Regions from separate parts of the Mus musculus genome. Here region 2 is linked to region 1. The links are chromatin contacts, called in public HiCAR-type maps. All regions are on one chromosome and are shown on one strand. The core of a region is the stretch at or near the end of the contact, and the rest is flanking DNA. Distances in the headings are between cores, read along the strand shown.

Evidence for each region. HiCAR-type assays count read pairs that join an accessible place to other places.
Region 2: a contact with region 1 is called in a HiCAR-type map of fibro-adipogenic progenitors, with 3 times the contacts expected there. The contact joins two enhancer-like sites. A contact is called at or near these places in 1 of 15 datasets of contacts at CTCF or cohesin (the NIH/3T3 cell line), 1 of 484 Hi-C or Micro-C datasets (regulatory T cells) and 2 of 115 datasets of contacts at active chromatin or transcription factors (embryonic stem cells and fibro-adipogenic progenitors).

What each region holds. Positions count from the first base shown.
Region 1 is chr10:8,321,348-8,326,975 of GRCm38.p6, reverse strand. All of the region lies in intron 3 of Ust (uronyl-2-sulfotransferase), which reads left to right. Among named protein-coding and RNA genes, the nearest start is that of 4930573G07Rik, 110 kb to the right of the region's middle. Within about 2 kb of position 3,480, at least 34 of the 459 cell types and tissues checked have an H3K27ac peak or open chromatin away from gene starts, as enhancers often do. A contact at or near this core is called in fibro-adipogenic progenitors, where this site is marked.
Region 2 is chr10:8,463,685-8,469,312 of GRCm38.p6, reverse strand. All of the region lies in intron 1 of Ust (uronyl-2-sulfotransferase), which reads left to right. Among named protein-coding and RNA genes, the nearest start is that of Ust, 52 kb to the left of the region's middle. Within about 2 kb of position 3,127, at least 24 of the 459 cell types and tissues checked have an H3K27ac peak or open chromatin away from gene starts, as enhancers often do. A contact at or near this core is called in fibro-adipogenic progenitors, where this site is marked.

The sequences.
Region 1 (5,628 bases), core at 2,231-4,730:
ATGGTTGGCTTGTCTAGAAGCCAGGGAATAGACGAGACAATCATGTAGGTTCTTTCTAGCGCTATGATTCTGTGATATGTTTGTACAACTTCTAGCATATTCCACGTGTTATGTGGCTCTGATTCCTGTGGTCAGTGTGGCCTAGACTATCTTTCGTTACTTACTGCAGATTCCTATTAAACTATAAGACAAGTTAAAGAAAAAAACTAAAGCAAAGGTAAGGACTTGGAAGGAAAAGCAGATGACACAAGTCTGGTATAAAAATAAAGATGAGGACCATGCTCGCAGCTTCCTTGGATCCTTCTTACCTGCCTCCTGCACACAGGAGAGTAGCCAGGAAGCAGAAGGACAAGAAGCCAGACCTGGTCCATCTCCATGACGTCCTGAGAGACTTGTCTTTGTTCCATGGGGTCCCTTTTACTAAAGTTTGAAAGTACATATGACAGCAGAGAAAGAAATATTATTTTAACTTAACGTATTCAGGAAATAATTTGTGGTATTAATAGCTGCTCTTCTTGGTAATTTATTAAAGGGGAAAATGTCGGTGTGATTTAGGAGACTGGTTAAAATTTTATAGTCAGTGGCTCTCTCCCTTAAACTGTAAAACTCTGAAAGCTGTTCCCATTGAAAGCTGTTCTCTCAACATTAATAATAACAATAACAACAACAATAATAACAACTTTGCTTCAGGTACTGTAGGAGTTAAACAGGTTTTGTGTGTGTGTGCTAGGTCAGGAATCAATTTACTATAAAATCCATGTCTTTTTCATGAGAAAACATGTTCCATGATCCAAACTACGACATATATGTGAACTTCAAAATTACGTCCATTTATAAGACTGGGTTTATCTGTGCCACTTCATTCAACCACAAGGCATTTATTTTCTCTGAGCCAGGATTAGATGAGCTCATTCATTTCCCCCTAACTAGTAGCCATCATCATGTACACATGTGCTCACACATGTGCAAACACACATCTGCACGCTCACAGTTAAGGGTTAAAACTTTATAGCCTAGGGGATTTTTAAGCAGGAGAGGGAGCATGAAGACACCAAATGTTAAGATGCCTATAAAAACGATTACATCTGCTCTCATAGAAATAGGCACACCTTTAAAAATTGTACTTTGAACAATTCCTCCTCCACAGAAGAGCTTGTAACCACTGCTAGCCAAGTGTTGGATCTTTGCGTTGCCTATAATACAAACCCAGGATGACACTGGTTCATCTTCACCCTAACTATAGATCTCGGTTAGGGGACGTGATTTATATGATCTTGCAAAGTGGAGATTCTATCGAGTGTGACTGTGTGTATGCACGTGTGTAAATTCTGTGGGATCCAAAGCACAGCCATGACATATAAAAATTCCCCGATCAACTAAGCCTGGGAAAGTCTAGGAGAAGCTGGGGTTTACATGTGTGTGTGTGTTGGGGTTTACATGTGTGTGTGTCCTGACGACTCTGAGAGTGTATATGTGTGTGTTTGCATGTTCACCTGCATACATCTGTGTTTACGCATGTGCTGATGAGCTTGTGTGTGAGTGTGTGTGTGTTAGCATACTCACGTGTGTGTCCATGTGTGTGTATGTGCTGGTTGGTGACTGTGTGTGTCTATTTGCATGTTCACATGTATGTATGTATGTATGTATGTGCTTAAATGTATGCATGTGCTGAAGGCCGTTTGTGTGTGTGTGTGTGTGTGTAGGCCAGAGCTTGTCACTGGCCATCTTCCTCCATATTCTTTACTTTATCTGCTGAAGATGGGATTCTCACTAAACTCAGAGTTTCCCAGTTCACCAGCTTGCTCTGGAAATCACGCCTTGTCTTCACCCCCTGAGGCCTAGGACTACAGACAGATTGCCAGGCCTGCCCCATTTATGAGGGATAGGGCTCTAAATTCTAGTCCTCATGCCAATACATCAAGCACATTACTATGTATGTATGTATGTATGTATGTATGTATGTATGTATGTATCATCTATCTATCCATTAGTCTCTTTCTACATACACATGCATATATACATTATTTATATTACATATACATACATATGTGCACATATATTTTAAACCCCAGCTTCTCCTAGACTTTCCCAGGCTTAGTTGATCGGGGACTTTTATGTGTGTCATGGCTGCGCTTTGGATCCCACAGAATTTACACATCATAATTTGGGAAGTGCTAGCCCAGTCTACGCCCTTTCACCCATCACATCAGAAAAGGTTATTTCCCTGTAAGCTTCACATCTGCTCTGACTCTGTCCAGTAGCCATTCAAATGACCTAAACCTTGGAAATCATTCAGAGGGTGGGGTCAATGGCAGTCTTGTGCCCGAGTGCTTCAGACTGCATTAAACTCTTAGTGCAGGGTGGCAGGGCACGGTATTATCCTACACTGTGTCAGACTGCCCTGCAGCTTGGCTCTCAGACGACATCCAAGTCTAAGTTCTGGGTATAAAGCAACAGAGCTTAAAACACAATCATAACCGTGGTTCTTCTGGAAAGTTCTTGGGGCCACAGAGATCCTTCTGGGGCGTCCTCCTGCTTGGTCCTCTGCCTCCTGTTCAATCAGCCGATCCTTCTGCCGCTAGTGGTGGGTGCTGAGCACCAGGCGCGACGTTCACTGCCCATGCAGCTGACTTCTGAACCTGACACAAATATACATAAATCAAGAAAATCTAGAATTAGACATAAAAGCAAATTGGGGTCAGATCCTGGTTAAGTTTGAATTGGTAAGCGTACGAGTTAAAGTTGTATTCAGTGGTTAGAGGACAGCCACTCAAAACAGGACTTACGCCAGGCATGAGAGCCTTCTGGAGAGCAGGTCGCCTTCTGTGCTCCCAGGCCTTACTGTAGAAACAGAGGTATGTAAGGACTTGCCTAGGCATGTGCATATCTGAGGACCCACTCCCGAGGGTGACCATATCACAGAACCCACTCACTTCATGAAGGATGGACATTAAAATAAAATAAATCCTCCAAGCAATGAAATTCTGTCACCTGAAACTCTAAAGTCTCAGACTGCTTTCTGAAGTTTTTACTTTTGCTTTGAAACAAGCCCTCCTCAGTATGTAGCCCAGGCTGGCTTTGAACTCATGACTTTCCTGCCTCAGCCTCCCAGGTACACTGGGAGGATAGCATGTATATAATCATGTCATATCAGATGCCTTTCCTGTGCTTGTGGCCTTCTGCGTGTTCTTCCAACAACTTTCTCCCAGAAACTGTTTGGAAAGGCTGACAGCATAACCCTCAAGGCTTCCTGCCATGAAGACAGACAGTGTCATTCCAGAGTTGGCTTGGAGCAGCACTGGCCAAATGCCAGTGGACGCTGTCCTTCAATCCAACTTGTCTGGGATCAAGCCAGATCAGTTCATGGAATGGGCTCTACATCATCTTGGGTCCTGAAAACAAAACCAGAGTCCTCTAATGCAAACCCAGAGGGAAGAAAAGAGGACAAAAGAGAGAGACCATATAAGCCAGGGAGAAGGGAACTCTCCTCTCCTAGGGTTTGAATTGTATCCATTAATTTTCAGTATCTAGCCCAGACACAGCCCCTTTGCCACGCTCATGTTACTGCTCCCCCTGGTGGACTTCTTCTTAACTGCAGGCACATGCTTTTTCTGGTGGGGCCTTCCCTGTACCCCCAGAAGGAGGAAGGTAGCCTGAGACCTTCATTCACCCTTCTCAACCTCTAAGGTTGAGAAAGGACCTGCAGTTCCCCCTCTGGGCAGTTTGCCTTTGCTTTGATATGTTAGTAAGCACACATCCTTCTTTTGATTTAAGATGCCCTGCAAAATTATAGGGCCTCTAATTGCTCCTGAGTGACACAAGAGTTCAGACCAAGGTAGGGCACGATATCCTTCCTGTTGACAAGCTGACAACCATTTCCTGAACATGTCAGGAGCAAAGACATCTTCAGAGGGGCAGATAAAAGTCTGTGCTCTCCCATCCTGCCATGGAGAGAGGAGGGAGCAAATTGTTAGAAAAGGCTTCCTAGCATCACCTTTGTGTAGTGAGCGTGCTTGATTCTTGCCTTTTCCTTCCTCTTTTAACCCCAGTTTAGTCCATCAACATAAATTTAACTTGTTCCCTTAGATGAATTTTAAGCCATACCTACCCTTTTCCTACGTATTTAAAATCCATTCTTGTTCATGGTAACATATACTGTTTTCCCACCCTAGAAATCTTAGAAAATATTCTTTCTATCCTTATTAGTCTCTGTCTCTTCTCTCTGTGTGCATGCACACACACACACGTGTGCATGTGTGTTCCTAGAAAAGATGAGGTCCTATACAAGCCAGCCATGCCCTCTGCCACTGAGCCACACACTAAGATCCATGCTTGTATTTCTCCACGTTTTTCATCCATCAGCTGTTCAGCACATCCTAAGAGACATAAAACATTTATTTTTCGCTAGACTCTCTCCATTCTCCAGAATGTGCCGACCAGTCCCTTGTTTCCATTTTAAAAGTTCATGGATAGATAATTGTCTGAGAAGGGTGACTTGACTGCCACTCTGGGATGAAGAGAAGGACTGGAGGGTTTGAATCCTGGCACAGTCTATCGGATCATCAAGATTTTACAAAATCTATGTACTCTGGGGCTGGAGAGAGGGCATGATGGTTGAATACACACTGCTCTTACAGAGAGCCCAAGTTGTGTTTCTGGCATCCATGTTTGACAGCTCCAGGACACCTGAGGCATCTCTCCTCTGGCACCTGCTCTGTATAACCCACGGGATGTGCATAACTCATTAATATAGCCCATGCATGTGCTCACAAATGATTTAAAACAAGATTAACCTTTAAATAAACCTGTATCCCCTTTCTGTGCCCTGAGCTCTTCATTTCAAAGAATGAGTAATAATTCTTGACTCTTGGAGTATTAAATGGTAACAGGTAACTCCTGCTATGGTATATAACACACCCCTCTCCCCACTCAGAAAAATGCCTTTGCTTGGCTCGGATATTACAAAGGGACTGCTGTGAAGAGTGTATAGACCAGTGTAGTCCAGGAAAGGTTAGATTCATTGTCTGCGTGATAGACAGTTGTGTCTTCAGTTAGTCATGGGTTTCTTGATATGAAGCAAGCATTACTAAAGGGGTATCTCCATTCCATAAACACTCCTGGGGCACAGATTCTCTGCGGACATCTGGGGGGGGGGGGCTTAAGTAAGCCCAGCCTCAGTCCTCCTGTAACTCAGTCAAAGTCAAAAAGGAGAACACAGTCTCTGTCACAGTGCATCGTCAAGAGGGGTGTCCCCAAACCTCCTGAGATGAAAAGCTGAGGAAGATCAAAGAAGCATGCCTTACTTCCAGGCAGAGTACATCAAAGGCAGCCGCATCTCCCCTCTTTCTGCAGCCATATTTGCATCTCCTCCAGGATTCCCATCACCATAGATGGGTACCACAGTGTGTAAAAGGAATTGAGAATTCTAGCTAGCTCATATAAAAGAGTCCAGGTATTTTATTTACAAGCTGTAAGCCTAGATTGGGCAGGTTTTAGAGCTATTTTGACTTACATCCCAGCTGTATGTCCCTTGTTACTTGCTGTTTCTCCTGGCCACATGCTCAACCAGCAACCCTAGGCAGGTAACTGAAAATCCGCCTATCTCCATTTACTGCCCAATCACAGGTG
Region 2 (5,628 bases), core at 1,878-4,377, 140 kb before region 1:
ACTCATGGCTTAAGAATTCAGTACCACAGCTCTCTTGCAAGTCTGCTCCACATCCTGAGGAAAGGCTGTCTGTCATCTTAAATACAGCCCTGGCTCACAATGTTTTTCAGTATTAAAGGGCACCGGTTGTTGATGCAAAGCCTTGCCAACCTGCAGTTTCTCAACTTCTGTTTTGGGTCAGATTGCAATGAACCATTGTTGGATTTTATGCAATGTGATTTATAATGCTTCCCCCCCCCAAAAAAAAAGGAAAACTAAGTTTTAGAAGTTCCCAAAGGATAATAAGAAATGCTTGGATGCCTTGGGTGGGGACAAGGTGTGGGCTGGAAGAAGAAGGCAAGTTCCCATGTTTGGCCTGTGGTGTCAGTGTTGTGGGAAAACACTCAAGTCTTTGGTCTTGAGTGCTTCCCTGGGACCTCTCTAACAGACATGGAGGGATCTCTCTGCCTGCCTGTCTTGGAAGATTGCCTCCCTTCCAACTTTGCTCCTGTGTATTGTGGACATGCTTCTGATTTGTAATACAAAGCACCTCCTTGTTTGATTTCTTGGACTTGGTGTGAGATTGTTTTCTTAAGTGGTAGATTTTGGGTAAGGCTCAAAACTCTAGGTCTTCAAAGAGATTTTTTTTCCTCCTACTACATTCGGGGGAAAAAAAAAAAAAGAAATCCTCTCCTGCTATATTGTATCCAGAGACTTTTGAAAAACAAACAGACAAAAAACCCCAGCAACACCTACAGCCTTGGGTAGAATAACTTCTTCAGGTGGGGTGTAGAATGAGTACAGGTCTGGCTGGAGCCTGTGGTTTCTTCTACTCTAAAAATATTCTGCTTTTGCTTAGATTATATATTTTTACAATCTAATGGAGCTATAAAACCATGCCATGGGCTTGATTTGTATAACTGCTATGTCGGGTGTGATAAATGTTAATGTAATAATATTGATTCCTTCTTTCGGCTGCATCATTGTGGTCTGGTTAAAATGATAAACAGCCATTAATTTTGCTTCATTTGCAGAGGTGTTTTATTATCAGTAGAAGTTTGGCTACCCGCGTACACTCTCAGCACCGGGAGCATATGAACGGTTCACGTAATCTTGGGTAGGTTTAAGGTGGCTGCTTTTGGGTCCTTGTACCAATATTTCCATCGCCTCCCAGGCCCAGTGGCTTCTGTGAGACTTTTTCAACTCAAGACACTCATGGGTAGTTTCAAATCACCTCATGAAGCGGAAAGATGGGACTTTGTTCTTGCTTCAACAAATTCTTTGTACTTAAAAGAAAGGCGAGATCTTGCTTAACAACACAGAAACATTTCTTGATAAGTATGTGTAAGTTTTATGAATCAAGTTAGTTGAATGAAGCACTTTGAGATGAAATAATATCCGTTCAGGGAAACTCCAGAAGTGGGGCCCAGGGGCTCCTGCCAATGCTCTGTCTCTTTCTCTACACACTTGCTCCTTGAAAACCAATGTTCTTGGGTTCTTCCCTCCTACCCTGATGGGGGAATAGCAAGATCAATGGGTGTTCAGCATATAGGGTGTGTGATTGGTGTTGGCAAAGACCTACATAACCTATGGCGAGGTAGACCTCTCAAGTCAAGGTCAAACTTGGCACAGTGATGTGCAAAGACTTCTTTGGTTGGAATGGAGGAGGACCTGTTTGAGACCCCCAAGAAATGAAGGCTGCCCTCACCCTCAGGGCCACCATACTACACTCTGCTCTTGCAACTTTCTTCATTCTTCCACTCACGTTCTTTCCCGGTCCCAGCCAGGAGCCATCTCTTCTTTCTCATTGCCCACAGTGCTCAAAGCATACTGCTGTGGTGACACATGCCACCTCTAACATTCTGCTGGGCTTCTGTGCCAGCCCTCTCTGCCCCCTGCGGACATACCTAATATGGGTACTTATGGGCATACTAAAGATAGCCTATTAGGGTACTTATGGGCTATCTTTAGTATGGGCCAGCCATGTGACAAGTCATTTCCCAGAGTGGTCTAAGACTAGACTCGAACTGAGAAAGTCAGTTAGGTGGGTAGGATGGGAGGGGCTGGCCACTGAGTGGTACCCATTCCACAACTCTCCCTACTCTTGCCATCCCAGACATCTCCTTTGTGTCTTCCTTTCTCTGTGCTTCTGTCTCCATCACTTATTCCTCTCCCTGTGTCCTCCTCATCCTTTCCTCTCCCTGACCTTTCTTCTTCCCCTATGTCATCTTCCTTTTTTCCCCTTCTCTACTGCCCACCTCCTCCACTCTTCTGTTTCCTTTCTTCTTGTCCAGTAGCTGTTTGTGTTCTTGCTCTCATCAGAAGGTACTAGAGAATCACAGAGCCTGCACTCCATTTTCTTAGTATGCCAAACGGAGCTGATGATATCCTTTGGGTGGGTGGTAATGATCGCTGTGATGTATTTTGGGCCTTGTGTGTGAAGTAGGATTGGAAGGAGGTGGCAAGGTCTGTCTCTGTCATGTGCCAAAATAAAACACACTTGGTGTTGGACCCCATTGAAAGAGATGCTGACTTATGAGGGGTCTCTGTGACCCTAAGAGGAAGATTTTTTGGCTCAAATGTGGATTTTCAAGAACAAAATCTTATGAACAGCCAGTCTTAGGGGTTGGAAGGATATGGACAAGGCTCTGCCACCCTTTGGCTCTGTGGTCAGAACCCTGAGCAATTAAGGGCCCCTTTCAGGATCCTCTCATTGTAGCTAATCTTTGTGAGCCAGCTTAACCATACATAACCAGGATTATGTATGAGGTTGCCTATGAAGCACCAGTGGGCGTGCCTTGACACAGGTCTGGGTCTCCATCAGAATGTCTTTTTCCTTAACTGCACATTCCACTCGTGCTTTCTTACCCTGCCCCTGTTAAGAAAAGCCATTGAAATCAGTCCAAGCATCATTTTATGCTGGGGAAAGAGAAGTTTTTTTCCCCTCTTACTTATTTAAGGATTTGGCTCTAACTTTGACTTAGGAAGTACCTTGTCTCATAGTTCAAGACTGTGTTATCACCCGTGGCCTGCAAGGACATCAAGAGGAATGAGTATTGTTTGTTTACAACAGCCACTTTAGCTTTCTGCAAAGAATATCTGTATCCTCTCTGATTCATATTCAGAGAGAGTGCCAGATGCAAAGGAGTTGGGTTGTGCTAGTCTAGTTGCTGTTTTGGTTGGCCAATAGTATGGCATCCTACTTCCCCACCCCTACCCCCTTCTGATTACAGCCAGTGATTGCATAACATTTGTAGATCACAATTATTATTTCGTTCTCTTTTTTTGGAACACTGGCTGAGACATGTGGCTCAGGAGGAATCCTTGTGGATGCCTAAAACCCTAAGGGAATTCAAGAAGAAAACGGTTCCACCTAATTTCTTCTGGCTAGGCCTGTATTTAATTTTACAAGAGAGATATTGGTAAATTCTAATTTTAGGAATTAGATGGCCTTGTTCAGTTTCCCCTTAAAACCAAATTCAAAGAAAAAGTTGTTTGGGGTGGTTAGATAGACCTTTAAAATAACATGATAGGATGTGGCTTGTATTTCCATAAACTCTGGGTGTGTCTGGGTAAAGCTCTCCAGTATGTATAGTTTCCTGGAGAAATATGTGTGTGTGTGTGTTTATAAATATTTATATACTTAATTTAAATAGTAGTGATGATACCAGGAGTGTATCAGGATCTGGTTTTATTTATTGTGTCTACAGATGGATTTATCTTAGATTTCCCTCCTTAGTGATCTTGTAGTTTTGACTTGTGAGCTCCCCTTCTGTGGACGGCATCTGTGGAATCCTTCCCAGGCTGGTTAAGGGTGTTTCTTTGCAGAGTTTCTAGTTGTTCTCACCTGGCTTTCCAGATCTCTTTGATGTGAAGCCACACAAGTTAACCACTTATCACAAGGGTACTTAGACTTGGTCTTAGAATGGGTTTTATCTTTGAAAGCCAAATGGAAGTTAGATCCCAGCTATGAATTTTCTTAGTGTTTTCTCTTTGTTTATACAAGGCCCATACTTGAGATGGCATCTTGAATAAGTATTTAGTGGTTCTGTGAACATTTCCATTTTACATGTTACCATAATTTTAATGCATGTGCTCAAAAAATGCACACATTAAGTGAAAGAGTGTTGAGGGGAGGAGCCTAATGCAAGTCTGCCCTTGTAAATAGTCAGTTTGATACCAACTACAAAAAGATTCTGCAAGACTGTTTAAGGCTATGGGCTCAATCTTTTGCTTTCCTCCTATATTCTCACCCTTCTGCCTTCTGTCATGGTATGAAGCAGGGAAAAGATCTTCACCAGATATGGCTCCCTGGATCTTTGACTTTGTGGCTTATGAATGAACCCTGAACTAAACAAATTTCTACTCATTGTCTTAGTTACTTTTCTGTTGATGTGAAGAAGTAACAAGTGAGGACATGGCTTCTTTTGACTCACAGTTTGAGGCTCCCATCCCTTGTGAGTGGGAAGCCACAGTAGGAGGAGACTGGTCCCGTAGAATCCATAGTCAAAATGCAGAGAGGATGTTCATGTTCAGCTCCCTTTCTCCTATATACCAGGCCCAGGGAATGGTGCTGCCCACAGTGGTAGCATCTATCCACCTCAATTAACCTAACCAGGATTATCCCCTACAGGAATGGCTTCAAGGCCTGGTTCCCAGGTTATCCCAGATTATCTTATCAAGTTGACAATCGAGATTAATCATCACAACTGTTTTAAAATTAGTCTGTACAGTATTCTGTTATAGCACCAGAAAATGAACTGAGGTGCATGGTCTCTTAGCTCTCATTTCTCCCAACCTTTGGGTCCATTATCAAACCCTTAGTTATTATTGGCCATTAAACCCAAACACTTGGCTTTCATACCCACATTCTCCTGGGCTTCCATTGTATCAACACCTGCTTGCTATCAGTTCCCATTTTCTTTATGGCTTCCAGGCACATCCCATACTCCCTCTGAGCTCAAGCAAGCTTGTAAAATGATGTTTACTGTGTCTTACCCAACATTTGCAGGTATTTTATAGCAGGGATGCTTTCAGATGGTTCAGATACATTTACCAGTTGAGTTGAAGAAATGGAAGGTAAAGTCAGGCTAACTAGTAGCTCAACTAATTGTATTTTAGGCTTTGCTTGAGATGCCATCTCTCCATGTCTCGGTTTTCTTCACTGTAACAGGACTGGGGCCCAACACCTTATAGGTTTCTTCACATACTAAAAAGTTTTATAAGAAAACAGGATTCTACTTCGCCAAAGTAGAAAACAATTGCCCATGATTGATGGTACTGCAGGGTGCTGCCTTCTCCATTTCACATAAATGCAGACTGTCAAGGCTGCCAGTTGCCTCATTATGAGACAAATACATCCAGATTCCCATCTTGGAACCTGAGAACATCATTACAACGCCTTTCCCTTCTCAGTCATACTTCTAGTCATAAGCTATATTTAAAAAATTCAATAAACACACAAATCAATAGTAAACCACCTGACTTAATTTTGAAATCATCGAATTCTTCTAGTACCTTAATTTTTTTAACCTAGAACAACATGATGCGTGTATGATTTTTAGATTCAGTGGAAATTAGACTTTTGTATATCTAGGTGTAACAGTGTGGATAGAGAAGGATATGGTGACCAGCCAGGTTAGAAATTAA